Regions from separate parts of the Canis lupus genome. Here region 2 is linked to region 1. A link is a contact called in public Hi-C data. All regions are on one chromosome and are shown on one strand. The core of a region is the stretch at or near the end of the contact, and the rest is flanking DNA. Distances in the headings are between cores, read along the strand shown. Region 1 holds the start of PLCG2 (1-phosphatidylinositol 4,5-bisphosphate phosphodiesterase gamma-2). Region 2 has its middle 15 kb from the start of PKD1L2.

The links. A called contact is a pair of places that touch in the nucleus more often than the background predicts.
Region 2: a Hi-C map of blood shows a contact between it and region 1, with 6 times the contacts expected there. The contact joins the enhancer-like site here to the promoter of PLCG2 in region 1. A contact is called at or near these places in 3 of 9 Hi-C or Micro-C datasets (amygdala and blood).

What each region holds. Positions count from the first base shown.
Region 1 is chr5:70,792,194-70,795,632 of UU_Cfam_GSD_1.0, forward strand. It overlaps PLCG2 (1-phosphatidylinositol 4,5-bisphosphate phosphodiesterase gamma-2), which reads right to left and starts at 1,542. Exons shown (of 35, transcript XM_038538196.1): 1 at 1,527-1,542. It overlaps LOC102154738 (a long non-coding RNA gene), which reads left to right and starts at 1,672. Exons shown (of 4, transcript XR_005360025.1): 1 at 1,672-1,901; 2 at 3,250-3,439.
Region 2 is chr5:71,226,083-71,229,996 of UU_Cfam_GSD_1.0, forward strand. No RefSeq gene overlaps it. Among named protein-coding and RNA genes, the nearest start is that of PKD1L2, 15 kb to the right of the region's middle. Within about 2 kb of position 1,544, at least 1 of the 20 cell types and tissues checked has an H3K27ac peak or open chromatin away from gene starts, as enhancers often do. A contact at or near this core is called in blood, where this site is marked.

The DNA of each region.
Region 1 (3,439 bases), core at 292-2,791:
AAAAGCTCTAAAAGGGTAAGTGTGAGAAGCAAGTCTCTTTTCCACTCCTCATCCCTTCCCCAGGTCCTTGTCCCAGAGGCAGCCTTTGTCTCCTCTTTCTTGGGTCTTCTGTCTGGGTGTTTTGTGTATTTCCACCTCTGCATCTTGCTTTGAAAAAAAGAATCTTGCCAATGTTTATAGAAGCTTTCCCCCTCATCAGTGCTATGGAGCTTCCTTGTTTTTTTTGTTTTTTTTTTTCGTGCCTACTTTTTAGTTACAAGAGGAGGAACACGAACAACCATATTTTAAAACTTGGATTCACCAATTATTAATATATCCTTTCCTCCGTTTCTCTTTTTTTCTAAACTGTCCAAGAGCTCAGAGTTAGTTCAGCAGGTGTCTACTAAGGAGGACACTCTTCCACATAACCACAATTCAGTGATCACACTCAGGAGAGTCAACAGTGATACCATGCTATTAGCCAATATATAACCACAATCAAACCTCCCCATGATGAAGTTTTAGGTGAGGTCCGGGGCCAACAACCAACGAAGAATTCTTGAGACGTCTTTGGTGCAAAATGGTGGTTTTATTAAAGCCTGGGGACAGGACCCGTGGGCAGGAAGAGCGGCTGCCCTGGGCCTGTGAGGGGTGGCTGATTATATACCCAACGGCTGGGGGAAGCAAGCAAAAAGGGAGATTTCAAAGGGATTTCCATATGCTAAGGAGGACTTACAAGATACTGGAGGCCTTGCTATCGTCTATTTATTTATTTATTTATAAGATTTTATTCATTTGTTCATGAGAGACAGAGAGAGAGAGAGGCAGAGAAGCAGGCCCTATGCAGGGAGCCTGATGTGGGACTCGATCCCGAGTCTCCAGGATCACACCCTGGGCTGAAGGCGGCGCTAAACCGCTGGGCCACCGGGGCTGCCCCCATTTATCTATTTGAGAGAGAATGAACGCTAGGGGGAGGGGCAGAGGGCCAGGAAGCCGCAGACTCCGCAGAGCCAGGACTCTGCCTTGGGGCTGGATCCCGGGACCCCAGGACCACGGGATCACGGCCTGTGCCCCCAATCCCAGGACTTGGAGGTCATGACCTGAGAGGAAGGCAGATCCTGAACCAACCGAGTCACCCAGGTGCCCCCGGAGCCCCATCCTTACTCTTGGTTACAAAAACATCCATGTGCTCTGTACGCTCGGATTCGAAGGGAGGAGGGATTTGTTAAAGCAACGGTGTTTGATGGGTGTTCGATGGATGTTATCAGGCCTGCCAAGCAAGAATGATCAATTTGCCCATTTCACAGATAAGGAAACAGAGGTTCAGGGAGGCTACGCAGCTGGTTTACTCGTCTGAATGAGGAACAGGCAACTCAGGCCTGCTTGCCATCACAAAAGCGCGCTATAGGTCTTATTCTCCGCCCCTCTGCGTGTTGGTAGCTGGGAGAGACAAAAACAAGTCCCACGTATTCGCTCTTAATCTAACAATTGTTGGCGCCGCCCCCCCCCCCCCCCCCCCCCCCCGCCGCCGTCGCGTTAGGCATCACCTCGGCTCCCGCCTAGGGCGCTCAGATCCCTCGAAAACTACCTTTCCCAAAATGCACAGCTCTCACGGACTCTTCGGCCTCCATGGACTACACCTCCCAGAACGCAGTGCGCCCACCGCCCGCCGACGCACTTCCGCTTCCGGGGCGGGCGTTTCCTGGGAGTGGCGGTCGTCTGCGGGCCGGGAGGCCGCGTCCCCGTGCCCGCGCTCCTGGGGGCCCCGGCGCCCTCTGGCCTCAGGGCTCGGGCCGCGTCGGTCAGGCCCCGGGGCGACTCCGGTTCTTAGGAGGGAACGTGAAGAAGCGTCCTCTTAAAAGGTGATCACGGACGAAGGACACAGCGGCGACCGCCCCAGGCTGCAGGACGGGAGGCCGCAGGTGATTCCGAGGACGTTTTATCTCACCTATTTTTTTTAGAGGATTTTATTTTAAAGATTTTATTTACCTATTCACGAGACACACAGAGAGAGGCAGAGGCACAGGCAGAGGGAGAAGCAGGCTCCACTCCACGCGGGGAGCCCGACGCGGGACCCGATCCCGGGTCTCCAGGAGCAGGCCCGGGGCTGCAGGCGGCGCTACACCGCCGGGCACCCGGGCTGCCCCCTAGAAGGACATTTTGGAAGGTGGGGGAGGCCTCTGAGGGGCTGGCCAGCCTAAACATCACGGCCCCGAGAGGCGGTCCTGATCCTGGTTACCCCCTACAGGGCACCCCACTGTTCCCTCCAGAATGCCGTCCATACGGGGCGCCCGGGGGCTCAGGTCATGATCCCAGGGTCCTGGGATCGAGCCCCACGTCCCTGCTCAGCAGGAGCCTGCTTCTCCCTCTCCCTCTACCCCCGCTTATGCTCTCTTCCTATCTCTCTCTCACTCAAATATTTATTCATGAGAGACAGAGAGAGAAAGACACACGGGCAGAGAAGCAGGCCCCATGCAGGGAGCCTGATGTGGGACTCGATCCCAGGATCATGCCCTGAGCTGAAGGCAGACACCCAACCGCTGAGCCACCCAGGCGTCCCTAAATAAATGAAATCTTAGAAAAAAAAGAACACTGTCCATAGGTAGACGTGCAGTGTTGGTGTGTACTGGCGTCTGACCTCCGTCTCTGCACTGGGGACTCCCTCCCCCACCCCCACCCCTACCCCCACCCCGGAGCAGTGATTAGGCACGTTGTACATCATTGCACTAAGTGCCCCTAAGTCCCTTTGTTGCCAGAATCATTTCTCAGGGACCGTGCATTGGGAGTTCCTGCTCTGGCCGGACCGGGACTCTGCCATTTATCTAGACTCTCCTTGATCTTGAACTTGCTCTTTGCCCAGGGCTCTGCTGGAACTAGAGTGACCAAGAGGGACTAAGATAGGCTCCTGGGCACAGGACTGAGGATGGTGTTCCCTCTTGGGGCTGGGCAGGCACAGAGTCAACCCCGAGAATGACCTTAAACACTGGGCCCTGCCTTGAGCATCGATCGCCTGGCACCCGTCGGGGGCTCAATAAATATATGCTGAGTGAATGAATGGACCTTAGAGAATGAATGAATGGGACCTCACGGCTGTTTGCCAGGACACTAGGCCACTTGGAGTAATAAGTTCTCCCTAGGTCATCTTTTGGCTGAGAAGGGCAACACTGACTTAAACTGTGCCTCCCCCGCCCACAGTACATTTTATGTTATATGTCTTTACAATTCAGAAAATTGTTTAATGGAACAACAGAAAACAATCCCCCCTTGCAGGTAATCAGCCATGTGGTGCAGTGAGAAGTGCACCTGCTTTGGAACCCGAGTACCTGGGTTTACACTGAAGTGACTCTGCTTCCAGGCTGTGTGGGCTTGGGCAAGTCAGAGGACCTCTCTGAACCACCATTTCCTCACCTGTTGCGTGCAGCTAAAGTAACAGCAAAGCCCCAGCACTAAACGTGGCACA
Region 2 (3,914 bases), core at 294-2,793, 430 kb after region 1:
TCGGCATTGCTAGAAGCCCTGAGTGGGGTGAGGCCAAGAGAGGGCCAGCCTTGTGTATGGCCCAGATCTGCCCCAGTGTACGCTAGTTTCAAACCCAATGGTACTCTGAAGTCTCACACATCCTGCCATGCTGCCAAATAAAATGGCATGTCCGGAAGCTAAGGTTCTTCTAGTCCTAGCTGCTGCTAACACGTGCAAGACGATCCCTGGTCTTGGGTTTCCATTTCCTTCCCTGTCACATTTATATGGATGGCCTTGATAGTTTCATGGAGTAAAATGAGAAATTACATGTGAAGATGATTTGGGGAAGAAAATGTTTAAGTGACACAAATAGCCACGGCCTTGCTCTGCAGGTTTCTTCTTGCTTGCTATCATTTCATTGAATAAACAATAAATGCTCAGCTACACAATCTTCCAGTCCCCAAATTTTAGACAACTTGCATTTGGCATTAATCAAAATTGACTGTCAGTAACCCTGCTAAGACCTTCAGTTACACAAGGACATTCCAGTAATAAACAAACAGTAGCTAAAAATGGGAGCATGTGGGACAAAATGTCAGTATTTGTCAACTCTGGATGGTGAGGTGAAGGGTGTTTGTCATCTTGCTCTCTGGATTCTTTGTGATTAATTTTTTTTTTTTTATAATCAAAGAGAAACAATAATCAGTGTTTTACACTTGCAATCCCTCTGGGCATTAACTTGAAGCCAAAGCCACTGGGATTTGTTTTTGTTTTTGTTTTTTTTCTCTCCAAAAGAAATAGATGGTGATACCCTCTGCCATCACGCCTCTCAAATCGTCCAATTTCATCTAATTTTTAAAAACTTGTTGGACCTTAAAACTACCTGCCCACCTTCTTCTATCATTTTTGTTAGCTTTCGGACAGAAATTTCTGATACTTACCAGCACTAGCAACCTCAGGTAGAATATGAGATTAAAAATGGCATGAATTTTAAGTACAGAGAAGTAACATACCTTGTGTGAACGTCCCCGTGCTTTTATGTGTTTGTACAGAACCCTTCTTTTGCTTAACTCCTTGTTAAGCTAAGACCTAAATCAGACACTTCTGCTCTGTTGTAGACAAATCACATGAGCTGATGGGGGGAATCCAATCTCAAATAGAAACAGTATAATAAAAGTCAAAGGATTTCTCCTTTAGAAGCTCCTTCTTGCCTTGCCCTCCCCATGTCTTGTGTTCATTTGAACGTCAGGCTGTTTTGCTTTACTGTTTGTTATGGGAAAAACTTTCTAGGTTTCTGAAATTAATTATGTGCCTTACGGGACAATTCGCTAAGGTGAACTTTGTCCTTGTCCAGCGTTGGGTAACGCAGCACCACCTACCGACAGATCTGGGAATTGTCGTTCTTGGGTCTGTTCAGAGCTGCCTCTGCACATAGCTGAGTCTGCAGGAGGGGATTTCACTGGAAATTGATAATTCTCAAGACAACACAAAAATTAGAGTGGCCTAGATATACATAGGATGTTGGGAGGATCAAAGGAATTATGTGGAAGGTGATGGTCACAAAAGACTGAAGTCTTTCAGGGGAATCAGGCAGGAGCAGTGGAAGTAGAGAAAATGAAGTCAAGGATGTCAAAGGGTGTAACTTCCTCCCATAACACAGAGCAGCTTACTACAACGGGAGTTCAGGGGTGTGTGGAGAGTATGAAAAATGATGCTAGAAAACTCAGAAGGGGTCTACTGATGAAGAGCCTTGATGCCAGCCAGTTTAGAGAAATTGTTTTTAAGAGAATATGTAGTTTGGGTACCAGAAAATTGTTTTGGGGTGCAGCAGGTTTCCTGCGGGATACCAGGATGGAGCAGGGGCAGAAGGTGGACTGGGATGCACTAGCAATCCAGGCCCCTCCAATCCCTACAGAGAACTCTAGAGCTGGGGGACCTGTCTCTATTGAGAAAAGAGAGCAGAACCTTTGTACTCTGGCATTGGGCTGCCATTGGATGCAGGATGACATCTTAGGGGAGGCAGCTCCCTTTGGCTAAAGGGGAGATAGATTCAGCTGTGAGCCCTCCGCCACTTACATGCCAGAGTGCTGGGGGATGCAGCCCTCAGTCTTGAAGGGCAGACTCTGGGTGACGTGCATCCATGACAGGGGATATATAAGAATCTTCAGGCCATTCCAGTACATGATATGTGATTGTTAATATTATTCCAAGTGTTGCTAATAGTCACTGGGTAATTTTAAGGGCTAAATGGGACTACAAAGAAGAAAAGAACTGGCACAGAGTTGATTCTTAGAAATGGGTAACTGTTGCCATTACTTTCATATTACATAGAAGTAGATGGTATTTTTAAGAGGCTAAGTAGGATAAATGTCATCCTATTATACAAAAAAACAAACAAACAAACAAACAAAAAAAAACCAACCAAATATTTGAATCTATTACATGCCAGGTACTTACTCAGCCATAGTCTCATGTAAACCCTATGATGACCCAGCCAGGAATGGCTGTCGCCTCACTGCATGGACAAGGGCGCTGAGACATTAGGTCATGCAGGTGATGGAGGAAGCTTCCTTAGCCTTTCCATTCCACCACACTGCCTGATCTGGTCGGGGGCTTCATCTACCAAGATGGCTAGCAACTTGTGAGTGACATTAACAAAATGACCCAGACCTTGGTATTCCTAACAATTGGACATTATAAGCAAAGATAAAAAAAGGGGGGGAGGGGAGCTTCTTCTCCATTTTATTTTTTAAAGAACAGCTGCATCCCATTAATATCAACTACCGAGCAGCATGTACAGATCAGTGAGTCACAGTGTCTTAAACTAATTTTTAAATTTTCTATTGAAGCATAAGATACATGCAAAAAACTACACACACACAAAACCAGAGCTTAGTTAACTTCTATATGGTGAACACACCTATGTAACCAGCACTCAGACCAAGAAACAAAACATGACCAGTCGCCCAGGAATCTTCCACAGGCTCCCAAGGGTACTGATTCCTACCACTATTGATCAGTGTGACCTGTTAGAAACTTCTAGAAATGGAATCATGAAGTGTACTCTCTTTTGTATCTGACATCCTCTCAATAGTACTTTTTTCAGATTTATCCATATTGTTGTGTATAACTGTGATTTCTTGTTTCTCATTCCTGTGTATGATTCCATTGTATGGACATTCCTCAGTTTACTTATCTATTCTAGTGTTGGTAGTCCTTTCGAATGCTTTTCCATTTGGGTAATTACAAATCGTGCAGCTGTGAACATATGAATGCATGTCTTTTGGTGTGCATATGTACATATTTCTGTTGGGTTTGCACCCAGGAGTGGAATTGCTGGCTCACAGCATCATAACAAAATGTTTAGCTGTTGCCTCCGTTGCTTTGTACTCTGAGAATATCTTCCCTTCGTTGGCAGCAATTTCTAAAAGCCACTTTGTTGTCTCCTCCCTTGGGTGAGCTCATTGGGAGACAAATCAGGAAAAATCTGCTTCTCTGCCTTTTAGTTCTGGGCAATTTCAGTTGGCAGCAGAGTTCAGGGAATGGAATGAGTTGCTTCTTCCAGACAGATCCCTGAAAAACAGCCCAGATTTTGCTATTCAAAACCATCCTTCACTTTCTCTAAAGAGTTAGTGTTTTCTTCTGAAAACTATATAATCTGATATTAATAAAGCCTAATCCAGCATCCTTTTGATTAGTGTCTGCTGGCGTGGCTTCTATACTTGTACTTTTAACATATCTATATCATATTTAAAGTGGACTTCTTGTAGAAAGTCTTTGGTTGAGACTTTTTTTTTTTTTTAAATCCCATCTGGCATAATAATTAGAGTGTTTCAACCATTTACAAGTAATGTAATTACTGATATAGTTAGATTTAGGTCTACTATTTTGTATTTGTTTTCTCTTTGCCCTTCTGTTTATTTTCCCTCTGTTCCTCTCCTTTCTTGTCTTAT